Regions from separate parts of the Hordeum vulgare genome. Here region 2 is linked to region 1. A link is a contact called in public Hi-C data. All regions are on one chromosome and are shown on one strand. Each heading gives the region's core, a stretch centred on a gene start, on an enhancer-like site or on the middle of the called end of the contact. The rest is flanking DNA. Distances are from core to core; before and after follow the strand shown.

Evidence for each region. A called contact is a pair of places that touch in the nucleus more often than the background predicts.
Region 2: a contact with region 1 is called in a Hi-C map of leaf, with 2.9 times the contacts expected there. The contact joins the enhancer-like site here to the promoter of LOC123426945 in region 1. A contact is called at or near these places in 1 of 6 Hi-C or Micro-C datasets (leaf) and 1 of 1 datasets of contacts at active chromatin or transcription factors (embryo).

What each region holds. Positions count from the first base shown.
Region 1 is chr2H:516,651,807-516,658,281 of MorexV3_pseudomolecules_assembly, reverse strand. LOC123426945 (peroxidase 31-like) reads left to right here and starts at 4,145. Exons shown (of 1, transcript XM_045110867.1): 1 at 4,145-5,508. The coding sequence starts at 4,393. The coding sequence ends at 5,400.
Region 2 is chr2H:516,697,140-516,703,614 of MorexV3_pseudomolecules_assembly, reverse strand. No RefSeq gene overlaps it. Among protein-coding and RNA genes, the nearest start is that of LOC123426945, 46 kb to the right of the region's middle. Within about 2 kb of position 4,019, at least 3 of the 3 cell types and tissues checked have open chromatin away from gene starts, as enhancers often do. A contact at or near this core is called in leaf, where this site is marked.

The DNA.
Region 1 (6,475 bases), core at 2,896-5,395:
TCTGGAGAAGCTCCACCTCCTGACGTAGCCGGTCGTCTTCGCCATGCAAGGCATCGCGCTCCGTGACGGCTTGGTCCAACCGGCCTTGAAGGTCGCTGGAACAACTCTTGGCCTCTTGGATTCGGGCCAGCAGCGCGTTGTGAGCATGTGCTTGGTTGTTGTGAAGGTCATACGACGAAAAGAATCAAAGCAAATCAAGAGTAAGACTCGGCCCGGCTAACTCTCAGCCGGCCCGACTCTCGGGGGCTACACCCAGTGGGTGCGCTGGCGCGCCCCCACTGTAAGAGAAAGAAGAAACCAAGCCGCCGCGAGTAAGACTCGGCCCGGCTAACTCTCAGCCGACCCGACTCTCGGGGGCTACACCCAGTGGGTGCGCTGGCACGCCCCCATTGAAGCGAAGAAAGAAGAAGAAAAAGCTCGACCGAAAGGTGCGGGAATCGAAAACTTACCGAGTCCACTCCTCGAGGCGGTTCAGGTCCTCCTGGGCCACCAAGACCGCCTCCGCCACCTTGTCACGGCTGCGGGAATATGCCACCACCAGCGCTGGGACCCCACTCAGCGTTGCGCCAGGAGGCAAGGTCGCGCGGCTTGCTTTGGCCGCTTTCCAGGACTCTATGGGCCGGCTCCTAGAGAAGGGGCCGGCTCCGGAGGCGGACGGGCCACGGCGAGAAACGACCATTGTGTCGTATCCTGGGGACACGCTTTGTGTCGGCTCCTTCGACGCATCGGCCCGACGAGGCGCCTGCGGATCCTCGGTCCGCACAGTCTTGTCCTTCACCACCAGGGTCGTCTCCGTGTTGGGGCGGAATCTCCGCTTCCGGCGCATCCATTTGCACCTCCGGTGCGGTGTCCTCTCCAGCGTCAGGCGCGTCGGGTGCTGCATCAAGATCCACCTGCGCGGAGGCAGGCTCTGGCCCGGTGGTCTTGGCGGTCTCGGCTGCGCTTGCTCCGGAACGAGCCGGCTCGCTGGTCTGGGCCTCCACACTCACCCGTGAGGCGGGATCGTGCCTCGTCTTGGAGCGCCTCTCCTTGGGGGCGGGCTTCGGAGCAGGGCCGGATGCGCGCTTGCCGGGCTGATCCCGGCCTACAGCCGCCTTTCGGGGCGCCTCCTCCCAGGGACGGCGTTCCTGCTCAATCAGCACCCTCTGGGCAGCATCCATCTCGGCCCAGGCGGCCTGCTCTATGGCGGTGGCGTCATCCTCCTCCACTGCCTCGATCTCCCTGCTTACCATAAATCGGTAAGGAGGGATTTTCTTCAGAAGAATCAAACATGGGGAAAGAAGATAAACGTGACTACTTACCCGACAATGACGGGAACCGGCCGTCTCCCGACGACGGCCGGGATGACTCGCCACTTCTTCGAGCTGCCCCCACGACCTCCAGCTGGAGGCCCTCCTGCGGTTCGTTTGGGAGCCGGCTCGGCGATGGCGGCCTGCTTGCCTTTTCGTCGCGCTCCTTCGCCATCATTTGCCGGCTCACGGGCGGCTCGATGTTGCCGCGTCAAGGCAGGGATGGAGACCTCCTCTATCTCTTCCAGGTCTTCCACGTTGGCTGCACCGCGCAAGGGAGGCGACACCTCGTCATCATATGTCTAGTCAAGCAACCCAGACGCAACAAACTCACCGACCGACTCGGTTCCTTCCGACTCCGCCGCCCCCTCCACATCTTCGGAGGCGGACGGCTGAAGCTCCACCTAGTCCTCATCCTCGATTTCGACGTCGGCAGTCGGCGGCTGGTAGACTTGCAGACGCTTGAATAGCTGAGGGAGTAGCCGGCGTCCGGCATCACATGTCGGATGGTATCCAAAGAAAGACAAGAAACGCAATCAATAAAGAAACATACCATCGGAGCCGGATGGCTTCGCCCGTAAGGGGTTATGCCCCACTCCCATTCGCCACCTTCATCCATGGAGGCGAAGGAGATTAGGTTCACCTGATAAGCCACCCTACCGGCTCACAGGTTCTTCGTTGTGAGTCGGCATGGATCATGTCGGTCACCCATCTGACAGATCAAGTGCGGCCGGCGCTGAAGGGGCAGGATCCGGCATGCCACCATGGTGGCAAGAAAATCTTCTACTAGGAGGCCTCGAGTCTTCAAAAGCTCGAGGTGGGCGCAAATCTGCTTCACCTCTAGGATCGGCTTTGGAAGAGAGCTCTTCCAGTTTTGCTTTGCGGTCGACGAAGCAATGGCGAAAGGGGTAGGTTGATGTAGTCGAGGAGGGGGTCCACATTCTTCACGTAGAAGAATCCCCTCTGCCACTTCTTCACCCAGTCCTGGAGGGGGGGCTTCGGGAAGCCGGAGGCGGTTCGATGATGAACTAGGGCAGCGCCGCAAGGAGTCATCTTCATGACGCAGGGAACATCAGTTGGCGCCGGCTGCTGCTTGAAGAAGAACAACTGCCGCCACAGATCCAATCGGGGTTCAATCCCCACAAATCCCTCGCACAGGGGTGACAAAGGCTGCTAGCTAGAGGACGGCGTTCGGCGCAAGGTGGTGCGGCTGCAGGCCGAAATGCACCAAGAAGCGCGAGAAGAAATCGCTAGCGGGGAGCCCGAACCCGTGGAAGAAATGTTCCCACCACCTCACCTTCGCGAGGGGTCGGTGATGCTTCGGGATCAGGGAGGCACACCGCGATGAGCTCCTCCGAGGGCAGCATGCGGCGGTGGCGGAGCACCTAAATGTGCCCCGCGGTGACCTCTCTGCCTTCCCAGGCGCCTCGGGACTTCGCCTTCTTGGCGATAGATTGAGACATGGCGAGGCGGCGATGAGAAGCTCGAACAGAATGCGCGAAGCTCCGGCGGCGAAGGCGCAAGCGGTCTCTCTCTCTCTCTCTTGCTCTGGGAGGGAGGGAGCGCTGGAACAGAGCGGGACGGGGGCAAATGATCTCTTCGGCGCCCCGCACCTCCATTTAAACCATCGAAGAGATCGTGGGGAGGGGACCTGGTGTGCATGATCCCCACCCCCTCCGGATCGTGCGGAAGCTTTAATGTGTTCCAAAAATACCAACCGTCATCGCAAATCCATAGAGGATCCGCGCACACGGGCCAAGGGCGCGGCGTGGCAGGCCCCATGACGCATGCCCCGTCCCATCATGCGTGTGGCTTTTCAGGGCACGGTGCCCAAAGCATGACACGTGGCGCATCCACGCTGCGTGCGAAGAAGCCGAGGCGTGTGCCGGAAGCCAGCCGGCTCCCGGCTTGATCGCCTCCCATACAACGGCTCCGAAAGCCCGCAAGCCGGATACTCAAGCCGGCAAGGCACTCCGCCTCGAGACTGCGGACCACCCCTGCTTCAGGGACTACTGACGGGGGGATAACCCCGGGGTAGGCTCATCAAGCCTACTCCTATGTACTTGGGTATAGAAAGAAGCAATAGCATCCTCAACTGTCAGCTCGCCTTGGCCGACTACGAAATACTTGCCGGCTAGGGGAGTAGCCGTCTACTCTCTGGCCGGCTGGCCAAGCTGCCAGCGGCTGAAGGGCGCCTATCGCATCATTCCCCACGATGTGGCGGGGGCCTTCGATTAAAGGTGAAGGTACAATGACAAGGGCTTGTCGCATCAATCCCCAGGATGGCAACAGATGGAAGTCGGCGAAGCTCTGAAGTAGATTCTTGCCATCTCTTGGAGCAATGAAGTTAGGATTTCTTGTCATGCGTGCGCAACAGCTAAGATTTGGTGCCACATGCTTTAGATCGATTGAAAGATTCAACAACGACGAGTGTGGCTCTAGGACCCTGATCCTTAGAAGCACATGCACAATTTTTTTTGGGTGTTACTCATAAGGTCGGACCGACTCTGATTGAGGAGCAACAACATCAACCCGTTAGTAGTTCGTTCTCACAATGATAATCGTGTTTATGGTTCATGGATAGTTTTACTCTCCCGTCGTGATGCTTGTCATAAAAATAGATAAAATATATATTTAGAATTAAAATGTGCCTAGATACATTCGCGGTTTCAGACCGAGGAAGCATTATGTTTATGTTTGTTTTTTGTATTTTAACGATTTTTTTAACGAATGCGTGCCCTTTTAGTAAGAAAACATGTTTATAATATATATATTCAGAAAAAATAAAATTCACTGCAGAGTCTGGACCGCGGACCACCACCGCATATAAAGAAGTCATCGCGGTTGCGGCAGGAACATCCGTCCATCCGTCCTCGAGCTCCACCCCCCGTCTTTACCAGGCCACCGCACCTCTGACCTCCCTTCCCCCTTAACCTTAAACCCCACAATTACTTCACTCATCAGTCATCACCACACCCCACTAATCCTCCCACTTCACCCTTCTTCTCCAGTCCACCGCCTTTTCCCCTCACCCCAATCCCCGTCTCTCTCATTTCCAAATCCAGCCACCTCCACCCCTCCCTCTCTCTCTCTCTATCTCTCCATGGGCACGCTTCTCCGACGCTTGCTCCTCTCCCTCGCGCTCCTCGCCGCCGCCGCAGCCCCCGGCGCGGCGGCGGCGGCCAGGCTGTCGACGTCGTACTACAGCCGCAGCTGCCCCCGCGTGGAGCAGATCGTCTCGGACGTGGTCGCCGCCAAACAGCAGGCCAACCCGTCCACGGCGGCGGGCACTCTGCGGCTCTTCTTCCACGACTGCTTCGTCTCCGGCTGCGACGCCTCCGTCCTCGTCTCCCCGCTCTCCTCCGACCGGACCCCGGAGCGCGCCGCGGAGATCAACCTCTCCCTCCCGGGGGACGCCTTCGACGCCGTGGCCCGCGCCAAGGCCGCGCTCGAGGCCGCCTGCCCGGGCACCGTCTCCTGCGCCGACATCCTCGCGCTGGCGGCGCGCGACCTGGTGGGGATCCTCGGCGGGCCGCGGTTCCCCGTCTTCCTCGGCCGCCGCGACGCGCGCCGCTCCGACGCGCGCGACGTGGAGGGCAACCTCCCGCGCACCAACATGTCGGCGCGGGCCATGACGGTCCTGTTCGCGCGCAAGGGCATCACGCCGCAGGAGATGGTGGCGCTGGCGGGCGCCCACACCGTGGGCTTCTCCCACTGCTCCGAGTTCGCGCACCGGGTGTACAACTACAAGGGCGCAGGCGGCGCCGCCGGCGGGCACGACCCCTCGCTGAACCCGGAGTTCGCGCGGGCGCTGCAGAGCTCCTGCGCCGGCTACGAGAGCAACCCGGACATCTCCATCTTCAACGACATCGTGACGCCGCGGGACTTCGACGAGCTCTACTTCAAGAACCTGCCCCGGGGCCTCGGGCTGCTCGCCTCCGACGCCGCGCTGTGGGAGTACCCGCCCACCAAGGTGTTCGTCCAGCAGTACGCCGACAACCGGACCGCGTTCTTCCAGGACTTCGCCAAGGCCATGCAGAAGCTCGGCACCGTCGGCGTCAAGACGGGGCGGCAGGGCGTCGTCAGGCGGCAGTGCGACATCCTCGACTGACCGGCGCGTGGCTTATGTCCGGTGATGAGAACTGGACGGTATTATTAGGATTGGATTTTGGTGTGCGTCCGCTCTGATTTTCTGAATGAAGTTGTGAATTGCGATGCTTTTCGGTCTTGTGAATTGTGTGATGCTTTTTTCGGCCTTGTGAATTGAAAAGCGAGCGACCAAACCAAGGCCGTCCAATTCAGCGAGTGGCGCTGGGCCGTTGGCATCTCCCTTTCTGTTGCGAGTCATTATCGTCGCCTGGACTCATCTTGTGCATGCATTGTCACTTCCAGTCATACACTCCGCGTAGTCATCACAGGCTCAAGTGCCGCCGCCGAAGCTCCTTGTGGTTATTACGCAGCTAACGGAGCATAATCACGCGACCAACGGCGACAAAGGTGACACGAGCGGATTGCCGGCCGTTGGCACATGGGAGGGCAAGGCAGCATTGGCTGCTGCCTTTTTCTCGTACAGCGCCGGGCCGGTTCATGTTGGGTGAAGCTTTTTTCGGTTGCGTTTTAATGGTGGACCCTGGACAGGGGATGCCGGTACGGGGAGGCATCTGGGGGTGCATGGACGGTCTGATTTTTCCGACTCGGTGCCCTTGTTGTGACAGTTTGGATACAACAATGATTAGGCCAAACACTCACGTCCATTTCCAGGGCCAATAGTTTGGGTCGTTGCATAATGATAACAAAAAAAAAGTACTGGCGCAGCACAGCTTCCACGGGTCCTGCTGAGCCGTCGCTACTCAGCTGCAGTGCATAATCAACCAGTCCTTGCTAGTAACTAATCATGCTCAACGTCCTAAACATTGTTGAAGAACAACACCTAGTTGAAAAGCTGGGGCACCGGCATACACTATACAGGCAACACAGCTAGGATAATCCACGTGGCGAATAATGACAATTCAACAAATGTACCTCCTCCTTTCGTAAATACAAGTCTTTCTAAAAATTTCACTACGAAACTACATACCGAGCAAAATGAGTGAATCTCCACTATAGAGTATGTCTATATACATCCATATGTAGTCTCCTAGTGAAACCTCTAAAAAGACTTATATTTACGAACGAAGGGCAATCTG
Region 2 (6,475 bases), core at 2,770-5,269, 45 kb before region 1:
AGGTGAGCTATTGCGTTCGGAGGAAAGTGATGGAGCTGCGCCCCGAAGTAAGTCATGATACCTCGGAAGAAAGGATGGGGAGGCAAGGAGAAGCCTCTGGCCACGTGGCTGAGCAGCAGAACGCGCTCCCCCTCCTTCGACGCCGGCTCCGTCTCGCCTTCCGGTAGCCTCAAGGACTTGTTGGCGACCATGCCGTGCTCCACCAGCTCCAGGACGTCGTTCTACGTCACCGAGGAGGGGAGGAAGTCCCCCTGGATCCAGCCTGCCGGCAGCGCCCACTGCCGCCGCTGAGTGGAGGCTCCCCCTTCTTCTTCTTCTTCTGTGCCTCGAGCTTGCTAGTCTGCCCCTTCGTCATGGCGAGGGCGATGGATTCGCAGAGGAGGAGGGGAAGGAGGTGGCTTGAGGTGTGCGGAGAGCTGCGGGAGAAGCAAGATTAATGGGAGGAGGATGAGCAGCGCAACAGGAAATCCCGCCGGGGGGGCTTTAATAGGCTTCCGACTGGGTCACTTGCAGGTGGGCCGAGGATCTTATCCCCCCAACCGGCCGCTGCGAGGTTAGTGGAGAAGATAACGGCGCGGTAATCGAGGAGGCAAAACCTACTCGATGGCGATGTCGTCATCCCCGCTGAGCGCGCGGCAACCGAAATTTGAGGATCCCGGAAAATCCGGCGCTGTCAGTTTGACCAGTCACGTCGAAAGATTCCGCGGAAGCACTCGGTCCCTGACGGTTCGTTTCACTCGCGTATTCACTCGGATCACTAGCTGAAAAGATAACAATGAATCGAGGCAAACAACGCTAAAGTCACCTCAATACCAGTCGGTTCCAAACTCCAGACATTACTTCATCGTTCCAACCCCGATCCATTCGGGACTAATGATGGGGTTATAGTCCCAGGGTTGGGTCATAGGTCTGTCCTATAGGTCCTACCCAAGGACTACCCTTCATAGAAGACAAGGCCCTTAGACAGTTCCGACTGAACTAAGGACGCCCCCATCATCCAGTCGGCGACGATCCACTCGGAGCATATCTAACGTACCGACTGGAATCCACTCTGTACATCGTAACCTCCCAGGAGGGCAATGGTCATACGTTTTCATACACCATTATTGGCATTTAAAGCATACGTTACCTGTAACGTAGGCATTTATTCGCCACTATTCCACCCTTGTCCACCGGGCCATTATGAAGGGCAGCGCACTCTATATAAGCCGCCCTTCCCCACTGGTGCAAGGGTTGGCACTTGCTGTAATCCTATAATCCACTCGACACAAAGCTCCCAAGAGCACTGAGACGTAGGGCTTTTACCTCCACCGTAGAGGGGCCTGAACTTATACATCCTCGCCGTAGCTAAGGCTCTGCCCATCCTTTCGTACCCCATACTTCTACTGTCAGACTTATACCCACGACGGTATCAATTAGTGTTATCTTCCCAACATATAATATCGATCATAGTCATTACTCCATTAGTCCACAATAGTGTTGCCACATCGCGTTCTAACTAGATTCAGTGACATATTGAATTACTTATATCTTTTGATCCGTTATTCGAAATCTAGTAATTCTTTTTTCTACATGTTCCTATTGACCTCCCGTTTGCAGTAGCTTCATTAATTTCAACCTTTGAACCTTACAAATTTGAGCGATTCAAATTTGTATTCGAACATTCATTTGATCTTATCTTGCAAATCGTAACACCTTTTCAATTGATTCCTTTTACCCCTAAATACTCATGTCATATATTTTTGTACATAACCATCGTACTTAAGTTCAACTTATTTTGACCTTCTGAATGAAAATTCAATTCATACTTCAATTCGCTATAACTTGTGTTGTAGTTGTAGTGCTCCATTTTAAGAAGTTCTTTCTACAAATAAATTCTTATGTCTTATACTATTTGTCAAACAACATTCATGTTGGTCTCCCAATTTTTTTTATCATCTCCCATAGTGTATGCAAGTCGAGATTATATAGCGATAGTTGATCATCCTTTGACTCTTTTGAGTTGACCCCTTTCACCTTTCCTGTTACAACACCATAAGGCTCTATCTTTTCTTATTAAATCTTGGTATGTTGTTATTTTGCACCAAGACATGTTTTGTTCTTATTTTCTTTTGGTTCTTCCTTTTGGCATGAATGTTTATTGAATGTTATTCGTTTACGATAGATTGCTCACAGTGTGTCGAATAAAATTATCAGGATTATGAGAGCGACTATCTTCATCAAGTAATACGAGACAAGTTCACATTGATCATATTTTTACCTATGGTTTTATTGCATTAGTTACAACCTTTCTTCACCCAATTGCATGCAAAGTAGGTACTTGGAAATTTGGATCTTGATGTAGTATCATGTGGTAGACACCCATCACCCTTGTTACTTGGCCCGGGACGATGAATTTTATTTTGCTATGCTTTTAGTAGACAGGGTTTTGGTTGAGTGTTTATCATGAGTGTTGTGAGAAACTTAATAATCAAGACCTGATGACTCCAAGACTTGCAAGACCTCAGAACGAAATATACCTCTGGGTGAAGGACGGTTCAGATGGACTCCCTGGGATAAACCAGCGGGAGGACCCGGGATGCATGGAGAAACGTCATGACATCTTGCAGAAAGCTTCACCCACGCTCAAAGAGATGGATGAATATTTTCAAGACCCAAGGCTTACCTGCACAACCACAAGTCATTATGGGCTCTGGCTTGGTTGGACAACGTGGTGACTCTGGACGAGCGGTGCTATGAGATGTAGAAGAACGGTAGGATTGGATGGACACCGACAGAGGCTCAGAGGAACCCGTTGAAAGACCATGTTTTGATCATCCGATTCTCAAATACCCTAAAGTGCGAGGACTTCAACGGAGGCGATCAAATCTTGTGGGGAACGTCTGCAAAACTCTGCAGAGTACTCAAACCTAATCGATTAGCCGTGTCCACAGTCATGGACAACTTGAGACGAAGTTATCAGGAATTCTCAACACCATTTATTATTGATGTGGGTAATATTTATAACTTGGGTATGAAAATTGGTTGGTGGAACCTTCTCGTTAACAACCAACAATATAGTAAATTTTGCTTTTATTCTCTCTCTTGTTGTAGGAAAAATTTGCTTTACGCAAAACTTAAACTACAGCTCCACCTGTCATATATGCATATAGTATAGATGATATTTTTCATCCATCTCTTTTGTGATTTGCCGGCATATTCAATATGCTGACCTACACGGCTGCAACGTTTTATGTTGCAGATATTTTTCTTCGACGAGTAAGATTACGATTCAGGGTTACGGTCTGCACTCAACCTGTCGTTGGTGTTTATTAGAACTCCAATCGGTTGACTGTTTACGTTGAGCTTTTGAAGTATATATCAATTTTACGTTATATATGATTGCACTTTGATATATACATTGATGTACTGTGTGTGCCAGCATATTGATTCAGGAATGACACAGATACACACAAAGGCTTGACTCATTTTGAGTCGGGTCGCTACAGCACCCAACCAAATACCACAAGGCAAAACCTTCGCATATTTTCTATTGTCGTTGACCGCACCGCTAGTCGAGGGCTTGACAAAGGATACTATTCCGACTTGAATGCATAGCCGCCGCTTCGCCATTCTGAGCAAGACATCCGACTGAAACAGAGAAATCTAGAAAAAACAGTACATGCCGGCGAGGCGGATCGTCGACGGGGGGACAGGAGCCACGGCAACCCTAATCGGCTTTTGTTCACCCGTGACCAAGACGAAGATGTATCGTATCGGTTCAAAACCCTCCTGACAGTGCTGTTTGTGGCAGTTTAAGAGTAGGCGCGTTTTCCGATGGATGACACTTTGTTTGCACATGCGTGATGTACGTATGCGCGGGTGGGTCAGTTGGTCCCCCGAGCTCTCATTTATACTGATCTGTCCCCGGGAAAATTATTAGGGTCGCTCGGAACTTTGTCATCAACCGGAGCACTGTATATCCTGGCCCCGGCTGAACGCACGGACGTGGTTAGCGAGCCGCTCATGCCAAGCAGTAAAGTGGTTAATCTGCACTAGCTCCACATACACGAAAGCTATACGTCCGACGTGCGTCGCTCGTACGCGACCCAGCTGTACAAGGATCGCGACCGTTTTGGACCTACGTAGTACGCGCATGAATCAATGCTCAACATTGCGCCCTGCAGATAGTCCGTATTTTGCTAGCCCTACTAATTCCTGGATGGCATGTGATGGAGCCCTGAAGCGTGTGCGTGAAGAAATATTCCCAGGCAAAACCTCATCGTCCACCTCCCCCATTCCACTCCTAGCTAGTAGCTAGGTAGCCACTCTCGAAAGGAGGCGCACAAACGGAAAATGGAATTGGATACGCGCCAGCAAACAGCTGTGTATACGTTGTGCGCAGGTGAGATGCTTCTTGAGAGACGGAAACCTATTCACGGGCCGGACAGCTGCGCCGTACCCACCGTTAATGCCGCGTTCCGTCACGCCCGCCATGAAGGGCAGCGATGATTTTCCGTGGGGCGGCCGTGCGGTGCAACATACGGACGGACGTGCGCATAGGGTCGCCGCCGGTTTCAGCGCTTTCGACCTGTTTTGCTTTTTTTTAATACCAACAAATATGCCGTGCGTTGTACTAAGTAGTAAATATTTTTTTACGTAAGACACTATCATTTTGATCCAATTTTGATTCCGACTCATCATATTGATGGTGTACACATACGACCATACTCAGACATCATCGGCGTGGTGTCGTATTGCGGTGTCGTTTCTTTCTTGAGAGCATCGTTTGTGGAGCAGTGCTCAGGAGATGGAGCGGTTTCGTCTGACCCGAAGATTTGGTGGAACTGTCAAGTCATGTTTGGTCGACAGGTGCTACGCTGAGTCATGCGTGGTTGGTAGGTGCTACGCACGACAGTTCTTTCAGAATCTTCGTGTCTGGACGAATGAGCGCATGGCGATGACGTTGTTTGACGCTGTGATGGCGTCGATCATCTTGCACGGAGCTTTCGATGGAGATGTCAAGTCATGCATGGTCGACAGGTGCTACGCTGTGTCATGCCAGGTAGGCAGGTGCTACGCATGACAGATCTTCCACAATCTTTGCATGTGGACTGGCGAGTCGTGGTGGCGTCGACGGATGGACTGACTGGCAAGGATGATACAGATCTCTCTCCTGAAGATGGGTCAGCGGCCTGATGATGATGGCGGCATCTAAAACGTGTGCATGTTGTGTACGCTTTAGATCTGCTGCACCGGTGGGTTCCGATACGTTATGTGGATGAATCGATGACGACACCGGTTTTAGATATGGGAAGTGAGAACACTTCACATTATCGAGTTTCGTAGGTGTGAGTGGTGGCTTCGGGTGGTTTGATGTATGTTTTTGTTAGATCTATGTTGAATAATTAATAAAGATGGTCGTATGCATGGATTGATGCAGAGGACGAGGGTTTGAAACTCCTTTTAAAAAAATCATATTGCCTGTTTCAAAAAATTTAAAAAAGCCTATATATATAGCCATCACATACAATAAATGAAACGCAAATTAAAATTGAACTTATCAATTTAACTGTTATCCTAAAAAAATCAACTATTGACATTCATTAGTATCAGATGAATAGTTTGGATGTCTTTAAAATAAACCTCCATATACTTTTAATGTTCATCAATTTTATAAATGCATGTATATCCTATAAAAATTGTTTGTGTATTCACTAAGAAAATGTAGTCCGTTGGTAAGCACGCATGTGAATTATGTCAAAAAAAGGTACGTACATAAAGTCTTAGATCATGAAATATGTACAAAGAGAAAACCTAGTGCACGTACATCATGTCCAAGGATTATAACATTTTTCAAATATTGACGTTTTAAGTTTATATGTTACAATACATATCGTTGATATGAAATAAAGACAAATATTAATTAACATTGTATCCTATATAGTATTTTAAAAATATTTAACATGTAAAACAACAACATATTCAAACTCTACACATTCTTCTAATAAAATTTCATATGTAACATGTTTAAATTGGAATTACGGTTTAACAGATATTGTTATTTAAAAATACATATTTCTTCTGAATAGACTCCGGGGTTATTACCACATATTTTAGGAGGTTTACGTAAAATTATAAAAAAGATTCGCTATGATTAAAATATAGACCGCGGGTTATTTAACATAAAAGTTAGAAGGTTTTGTCTAAAATACTAAAAAAAAAGGTCCGGTCTCACTTAAAGACTCACTATGGGTTAATTAATGAAAAAGAGAGGGGATTTTCAATAAAATAATGCGACATACGGGGAGAAGTGACCCATCCTTTAAATTTTTAATATAATACAAACACAAGACACAAACGTTCATATACATACGCATATATTTATTTCTATAAAAACACACACACTGACGGAGGATAACCCCGGGTAGACTCATCAAGCATACTCATCTGTACTTGGGTATAGAAAGGAGCAACAGTATCCTCAACTGCTGAC